Linked DNA regions of Sus scrofa: regions 1 and 3 are each linked to region 2. Evidence: chromatin contacts called from public HiChIP or PLAC-seq data. All regions are on one chromosome and are shown on one strand. The core of a region is the stretch at or near the end of the contact, and the rest is flanking DNA. Distances in the headings are between cores, read along the strand shown.

The links. HiChIP or PLAC-seq counts read pairs in DNA pulled down with a chosen protein or histone mark.
Region 1: a contact with region 2 is called in an H3K27ac HiChIP or PLAC-seq map of alveolar macrophages. The contact joins two enhancer-like sites. A contact is called at or near these places in 1 of 47 Hi-C or Micro-C datasets (embryonic fibroblasts) and 1 of 2 datasets of contacts at active chromatin or transcription factors (alveolar macrophages).
Region 3: a contact with region 2 is called in an H3K27ac HiChIP or PLAC-seq map of skeletal muscle, with 12 times the contacts expected there. The contact joins two enhancer-like sites. A contact is called at or near these places in 9 of 47 Hi-C or Micro-C datasets (adipocytes, embryonic fibroblasts, fetal skeletal muscle and 4 more) and 2 of 2 datasets of contacts at active chromatin or transcription factors (alveolar macrophages and skeletal muscle).

Annotation. Positions count from the first base shown.
Region 1 is chr14:66,005,333-66,008,067 of Sscrofa11.1, forward strand. No RefSeq gene overlaps it. Among named protein-coding and RNA genes, the nearest start is that of ZNF365, 150 kb to the left of the region's middle. Within about 2 kb of position 1,364, at least 3 of the 83 cell types and tissues checked have an H3K27ac peak or open chromatin away from gene starts, as enhancers often do. A contact at or near this core is called in alveolar macrophages, where this site is marked.
Region 2 is chr14:66,636,662-66,639,361 of Sscrofa11.1, forward strand. No RefSeq gene overlaps it. Among named protein-coding and RNA genes, the nearest start is that of NRBF2, 48 kb to the left of the region's middle. Within about 2 kb of position 1,405, at least 19 of the 83 cell types and tissues checked have an H3K27ac peak or open chromatin away from gene starts, as enhancers often do. A contact at or near this core is called in alveolar macrophages, fetal skeletal muscle, skeletal muscle and 1 more, where this site is marked.
Region 3 is chr14:67,158,456-67,161,164 of Sscrofa11.1, forward strand. No RefSeq gene overlaps it. Among named protein-coding and RNA genes, the nearest start is that of JMJD1C, 190 kb to the left of the region's middle. Within about 2 kb of position 1,411, at least 49 of the 83 cell types and tissues checked have an H3K27ac peak or open chromatin away from gene starts, as enhancers often do. A contact at or near this core is called in fetal skeletal muscle, skeletal muscle and subcutaneous adipose tissue, where this site is marked.

The sequences.
Region 1 (2,735 bases), core at 114-2,613, 630 kb before region 2:
TTAAATCTCTTTAAGAAAGAAAAATGTGAAAAAAAAAAACTAGTTCCCCTTTGAGAAGGAAATTAGTTTCAATTAAAGGGAAATTATGAAATATGTCAACTGAGACTAAAAATTTTTGTTTTTCAGAAATGATACTATAAAATGCTTATAGGGAAGCTGAATTTACAACTTAGGGATCTAAATCAAGCGGTTGCCTAGACGACTCAATGACTAAGCAAAGGTCCTAAGCATAGCCAAATGTGTTGTGCTCTGTTCTCTAGCATCCAAAGTTGTTATATAGTTTTAAATTAGCACTTATCTTTACCCATCTGATATTTAAACCTCAACATTTAGATAACTGTAGAAAATCATAAATCATGGCTAATGTAGAAGATAATGACTGCTATGAATTGTACCTATTTAAACCACTTTAGATATAACTGAACTTAAAATGAACTCGAGTTTTTTATAAATATTTTCTGTCCTGTCTCTCTTTATTCTGCCATACAAAGTGATTAAAAAACAGCTCTACTGTGATATAATTGACATACCATACAATTCACCCATCTGAAGTATAAAATTCAGTGGCTTTGAGTATATTCTCAGAGTTGTGCATCCATCACCATAATAAATTTTAGTACATTTTTATCATCCTGACAAGAAGTCCTACATCTTTTAGCTGTCACTCTTCAATCTTCCCAACCTCCAGCCCTAGGCAACCACTAATCAGCTTTCTGTCTTGATGGATCTGCCTATCCTAGACATCTCATATAAATGGAATCATATAATATGTGGTGCTTTGTGACTGACTTCTTTCACTTAGCATAACATTTGCAAAGTTTATCCATGTTATAACATGAATAAGTACCTCATTCCTTTTTATAACTGAAAAATATTCCATTGCATGGATGTGCCACATTTTATTTACCCACTCATTAGCTGATGAAAGTCTGTGTTGCTTTCACTTTTTGGCTATTGTGAATAATGCTGCTTTGAATACAGCTGATTTCTGAGACCTGAGAATTACTTGCTTCTTTTTCTCCTTTCTTTAGTCATTTAAAAATAAAAGTGGCTTGAACATTTCGAAATCTGAAACTACCATAGAAAATGTAGGTTATTCTTTGACAACCTTACAGAACTTATTACCCCATTATATTACATATAACTATTGGTAAGCATTTATGTAATGCTGGTCTTTTCCCCCATCTGTGAGCCCCATGAGATGAGGACAAGGGTCAAGTCAAATTTGTTTGTGTCTGTATTCCTGGCACCTTGCACAGTGATTGGCATATATTCAGTATTTCTTGACTGACTAATTTTGCCTAACCCCAACCTCAGATTGGCCTCTCATCTCAAGTTCCCCATTTCTTTAAAGGCTTTACTGTTATCTCAGTAACTTGAGATCCAAATCAGAGTTGTATTTGACGCTTCCCTTTTTCACTTCTTCCTCCACATCTGATCAGTCAGCAATTTTTTGGAAGCTTTTCTCAAAGCAATTCTCAGCATTTGTGTATACATTCTTTTTTCTCGTGCTACCCAACCTAGACCCTCTCATTTGGCCTTCCTGACTTCTTTCTCTCCCACTTAAAAGATATTTTGTAGAGAGTTTTCAAAGTAGTCTTCACAGAAACCAATTACATCACTTCACTTCCCTCTTCATGAACGAACAGTGGTTTCCCATTGGCTACAACTAGAAGCCCTCAACCTAAAGTTGGAAGATTTCTATAACATGATTCCTTAATTATAAGGCAGGTATCTGCTTCAGTTTTTTCTAGCATTCTCTGCTCCTATTTATCAGGACATAGACTGCCTATCTAGCCTATTGGTTACTGCTTCTAGATTATTGGATCAACTGCTTAACATAGTCTAAGAAGGCAAATACCAGCATTTGGAACATATTTTTAACCAGATTTCATCACTATGAAGATATATTTGATTCACTAATGTCAAATTAGTATATTCTAAACCAAAGCATATTTGCCTTGATTTTTCCACATTTTTTCCTAAAAGAGAGTTACTTACAATGTTCTATAGGAAATTCTCTCTATATAGGAACTCCCTGCTTTCCTGTCATAGAGAAGATCATAAATGGATCATTAGCAAATCTCCCACATACTGTGTCTTTTAGAAGCTCATATTTTTCATGGTACTTGCTATGATGCCTTGCATACTTTAAAAGCAACGATACGGAGAAATTTTGATTTTTTTTTCTTAGCAGAGAATTTCTCTCCTCATCCCCCAAGCCAGAAATGTGTGTTTTTGTAGGTGAGTATTTAGATACACCATTTGGGTCTGGAGATGACATCTTTACCCCAAGGGGCATGTTGGGATAACCACAGATAGTTGCTTAACTGCCTTCCAGAGAGCTTTGGCTTGGTTAATTATACCGGCTTTTGCTTTGTTTTGTAGTACGCACCATTTTAGGGTTAGAGCTGAATTGTTTAGGACAGTAACAGAGATTTGAAGAATGGGTTCTGATAAGAAATGGAGACCCAGTAACTGGTATCCAAAAAAAGCTATGGGAGAAAACGGAAAAGGCTAAAAAGGAGTTCACTGAAGTTTTTTTTTCATGTGGTATACAGTTAAAATCCTCTTCCCTGTGTGCTCACAAAAGCTTTAGTAAAATCTGCATTGCTTAGTGAGATCAATCTACTACTTGAAGCTAAGACTATGTTGAGTTAGACCTCAAAATTTGTACCGGGCAATAACAGAGTCTGACCATTTGCATATATTAAGTAAATACGTATTATTAACAT
Region 2 (2,700 bases), core at 155-2,654:
CAGTAGACTAGTATGTCCAATGTGGTCCCTCAAAGACCCACAAATCAGGATGAACCAATGGTTTTTATTGGACTTTATGATGCTATGATTTTTAGGGATTGTAATGGGAAGTTATTGGCTGGCTTTTCCCCTTTACATCTGGAAAAGGTGAGCTAACAAAGTTTTGTAAAACAATTTTCTACAAAAAAAATTACTAGAAAATTTCGGTGAAGAGTTCCCCACACATGCCACATATAGTTTACTCATTTGCAAAGAGACTAGAAGACATAATACATTTATTAGGTTGGCTAAAATTGCAGTTGACAAAGAAAAGCACCTCAGGTTATCAGTGTCTCTGAGGTGTCTGATGTGAAAATAATCTGTACTGCACAAATATGAGGGAGATGAGAGTCCCTTGCCTGTGGTGTATCCTGGAAGGCACCTACTGAATTGTATAGGGATTTGTCACCTTGACATTCACCTCTTATAATGGCAGTACCAGAAGCAGCCCCTACCCCTCTGCTCTTCTAGAACGAGAGTTATGATTTTGAAAGTCACTTCTGAAAGTGTGTTAAGTCTCAGCTGACGTGTCTCTGGAAAAGGGCTGGAAGGCAAATGTGTCCACAATATTTGTTCTGTTCCTTGAAGAGTCCAAATACTGCCACCCTTCTGAAGACTTCCCTAAGGCAGTAAGTATCATAAGTAAGTATTAAACCTTTTCTGTATGTTTTGTACCTTAGTTAACTCTTGAACATAATTTAAACTGTGTGGGTCCATATATGTGGAATCAGAGGGCTGACTGTAAACTTAGGTGTGAATTTTTGACTGCATGGAGGTTGGCACCCCTAACTCCGTGTTGTTCAAGGGTCTGCTGTGCTTATTACATAGTATTTAGCATTGATGGCACAATCCTGAGCTTGCTAAGGATTATTTTTATCATATTACCAGTGCCAAATAAATAAAAAATGCTGAATAAATTATAAAAAAAAAAACCTTTCTCCCAACATCCCCCACATATCCTAACTTTCAAGGCACATGTGGCACCGATCCCTGCATGCCCTTCGTCGTGAACTCCTTCCACTTACTAAACCTGAAGACTTACCTTGGCTCTGTGGTTGTCTGTCCTGTGTTCTACAAAAGTTTGACAGGACCTGCAAGTCAGTTAGCACCCTCATTACTGGGTCCCCTGGCTCACTATACTGGCTCTGTCTGCACTGACCCAGCTATCCAGATCTGTCACTCCTCAAAATGCAGTCCAGCTCTGACCCACACAAGTAACACAGACCCTCCGTGTACCCTCCATTGACCCCAGGGCTGAGGTCTTTTTCAGAGAAAAAACACAGAAAAGACAAGCAGTCTTTCAGTCTTAGCTGCAGCTGGTTGGCTTCGTTACACAGAACTGACTGAAAAGCTTAAGTCAGCTGTGACAATGTCCCCAGCCAAGAAAGGGAAGTCACTTTGTATGCAGCCAAGTGACCCAGAGCTTACTAACATTTCATTTTTGTTTGAAAGTTACTTTGCTTTCACTGCAAGCGCCAGATGAGTTACTGTGAGAGCCAAGTACTTCACATTTTCTGTGTATAAACACATACACAGAGAAAATGTCCCTGCACCTTCCATGTGGTTTCAAGGTGTAAGTATCAAGGTTAATCTAATTAACCTTGATGCATAACCAGGAATGTCATAAATTTTGTAGTTTGGAAAGGTTTGAGCCTGAATCTTAGTCACAGGCCTGGTGGCATAAATCCTTATATCTCGGCTACTTGCTACAGCCCAATTCATAGTGCTTATACCAAACAGCTGTAGGCTTTTTTAATAATTTATTTTCCCACTTCCACGGCTGAAAATCCTGATCTGTTCTGGGCTCTAGAAATAGAACATACTGAATCTATAGTTCTGTATCTATAGTATTTGTTCATCAATACACTTTTCTTCTGAAGCTCACTAATCCTATCCAGATAACATTAAGCCCATATCCCATCTACCAAAGAGAAGTAACAGGAATGATTTGTACGGGTGCTACAATCCTAACCTGCACAGCAGAAGAGAAATGGATTTGAACACATGTAATTCATTCATCAGGAAAAGGAATTCATATTCAGGTCCAAATGACATCAGAATGAATTTAATAGGAAGGACCAAAATATTCAGCACAAGTTTCCCCTTCTAAAGTCTCCTTGATCTTAAAATTTTCAAATTATTCTACATATCCAATACTATTTCACTGTCTGGAGGAAATGGACACATTCAGCTGTCTTCACAAGTAAGGAGCATCTGAGCTAACCAAAAGGACGGAAGGAACAAGGTAAACAGATTAGTAACACACTTCCCCTGCCTTGTAAAAAGTCAATGAATGTCTTCAGTGACACAAACATTATGGTCCTCTCTCTTCACCCCCCCCACCCCCCGTTCCTTACCAAGAATTCAGTCACTAGCACAGCATTCAAACAATGGATAGAATATTCTCATCACACGAGTTTGCTCTGAAAGAAGCCACACTGCCAGGCTTCATCTTCAGCAAGTCTGTCAGGGTTGTAAGAATGGTTTAAAAATGGCTCAAGCAGGAGTTCCCGTCGTGGCGCAGTGGTTAACGGATCCGACTAGGAACCATGAGGTTGCGGGTTCGGTCCCTGCCCTTGCTCAGTGGGTTAACGATCCAGCGTTGCTGTGAGCTGTGGTGTAGGTTGCAGACGCGGCTCGGATCCTGCGTTGCTGTGGTTC
Region 3 (2,709 bases), core at 161-2,660, 520 kb after region 2:
TTCGGAATAAAGTCCAAGGAGTTTTTTTTTTTTTTTCCCAAGACAATCACCATCAGGCCTAACCTAACTTTTTAGTCTTTCTTGGGTCATCTCTACCTTAGATTATGAACTGCAACTGTACCAGACAACCTCCTGTGCTCCAAACATTTCCTGTATCATCACCTCTCAGTGCCGGGAAGACTTCTGCACTGTGCCTCTTCCTGGAATGCATCTTGCTGAGCACTCTGCCCACTAAATTTCCTCATGATCAAAGCCTGCTCATCCTTTGAGTTTTAGCTCAACGGCGACTCTCTCTGGGAAACATTCCCAGCTCTTTAATCCCCATACCCAGCATAATTAATCATCACTGCCTTTGAGTTCCCATAGCACTCAGTTCACACTGCAGCTTAACACCTTGTTAAGCAACATAGCAGTGGCCTCCCCTAGATTATGAGTTTCCTGAGCATTGAGAGCTTGTCTTATTGGTCTTAATGGCTTAAGCCCTACTGGGCTGCTCTCCATAGGACTGATCCTGCTGGCCCCACTGTGGGATCCTGCCCTTTATTCTCATTAGGGAGCTGCCTAAAGGCCAAAGTTTATTGAGAAGTTGTACAAGCCTTTCCCTGGTGATAAGAGAATCTAAAGATGGACTAGGTGCAGCCTTTTGAAATGCTGGAATTTGTGACCAAGCTGGAGAGGCCAAACATGTTTGGTGGGGGACAAGATTAGGAAGAGATCAAACTTAATCTTTTGGAAAAAGTTCCTAGATGGTCAGTGGGACTGGTTGCCTCGGAGAAGAGCCACCGAGCCACTGATACAGAAAATGATCTAGCATATAAAAGGAACAGTATAACGCTTTAAAAAAAAAAAAAAAAAGATTTGCCTTTTTTGACCTTTTCTCAATATAATTGCTGTTAACTTTATTATTAAAGCTGAATGCCCAAGGTATCAGGAAGCACTCCTAAAAATGGCTGCGAATGCTGCCATTCATGGATTTGCCCCCACCATTTGGATATAGTGGTAGAGGATTTCTATTTCCACAGTCATGGTGCCTTGGTTGTTCTAGTTAGAGTACTAATGATGGGCACTTAAATTAGACCATACAGAGTTATGGAAAATCGCCAGCACTTTCATTTTTATCAGGTCAACAAACTTTAGGGGTTTGTAGCTATTCACCTTGACCTCTATGGGTTTTTAGAACAACAATATAATGTCCAGAATGATAAGAACAAGCAGATGATGTGGCTTTTCTGAACATTTATTCAGTCACCTCAGAACACGCCTAAGGTAGGCTGCTGCCAAAGTACACAGGCCACTGGGTGTGAGCCTGCCGGGAGCAGAGACTGGGAGTCTAATAGAGCTGCTGGCACAGTGACAGTCTGCAGGCCCAGTCTGGCCTGCACGGCAGCTGCACAGGCTCCTGGGACCAGAGCCAGCTGGTGGCTCATGGCATTGGTTTCTGGGTCCTGGCTCCACCCCAAGACCAGCCCAAGCTCCTTAGCCCTGAGCTGGCAGCGGCTTTGTTCTGACTCCAAGTTGAAGTTCAGCCCCCTAAGCCAGAAGATGAAGGCAGGCCCTTGCACCCTAATCTATGCCCTCCTCCCAGCCTGACATACAGTCTGCTCCAGGCAGGCCTTAGGGCCAGAGGGAAGGGCTGGTCCTCCAGGTTTAAACTTGGTTAGCTTAAGAACTTTTCTTATTTTTATTTTTTTGCTTTTTAGGCCCACACCCATGGTGGTTCCCAGGCTAGGCGTCTAATTGGAGCTACAGCTGCCAGCCTACACCACAGCCACAGCAACTGGGATCCGAGCCACGTCTGTGACCTACACCACAGCTCAAGGCAATGTCGGATCCTTAACCCACTGAGTGAGGCCAGGGATGGAACCCGCAACCCCTTAGTTCTTAGTCGGATTTGTTTCTGCTGTGCCACGAAGGGAACTCCTAGCGTAAGAATTTTTATAGTGGTGTTGCCCTCTCTGGGAGTCAGGGGTACACATCTGTGTTGCCACCTGTGCACTGGGCCCCAAGTGGGTATAGAGATCACAAAGGATAGAGCAAAAACTTGGCAGGAGATTCCCCTGACCCTGACCAATCCAGGAACATCCAGAAGGCAACTCAAAAACTAGATTTCATAACTGGCCTTATTTTCATAAGAAGTGTCACCCCAGATCAGGGTCTCCTAAAGACAGAATGGGAACAGGAATAGCACAACATTCTCAAAATAAGATGGATTTCAATCTCTATTAGCATGTTTCACAAACGCTCCAAATAAAAACATCCATGCTCTTAGTCTTCTGCCAAGTGTGTCTAAAGCATCTTTAGAACGTTTTGATATCATTAGTGACTGGAATGGGCAATCTAAGTAAAAGCAGAGTGCTTGCTATGCAAATAGGCTGCCTCATCCCCGAGCCATCCAAAGCTCCTCCCCTTCCGTGTGGAACTCTGAAATACAGAGTCTTTACTTGCATGTTCTCCCCTCGTGTTTCAGGCTAACTCTCCCAGATTGTGAGATACACAATAAAGGAGGGGAAATTATTTTCAGTGCTTCCCTTTTACGAACTCTTTTTTTGGAAACCACAACCTCAGATCCCAGCAGAGGTTCCTGGGGGCTTTAAGAACATCAATCAGTTACGCAGCTGGAGGCCAAGGCTTTCCTCAGGGAAGACTTTTTACATAAAACAGATTGTACTTTGTCCTTGCCAGGGCAGACAAAGGTTTAAATTAAATATG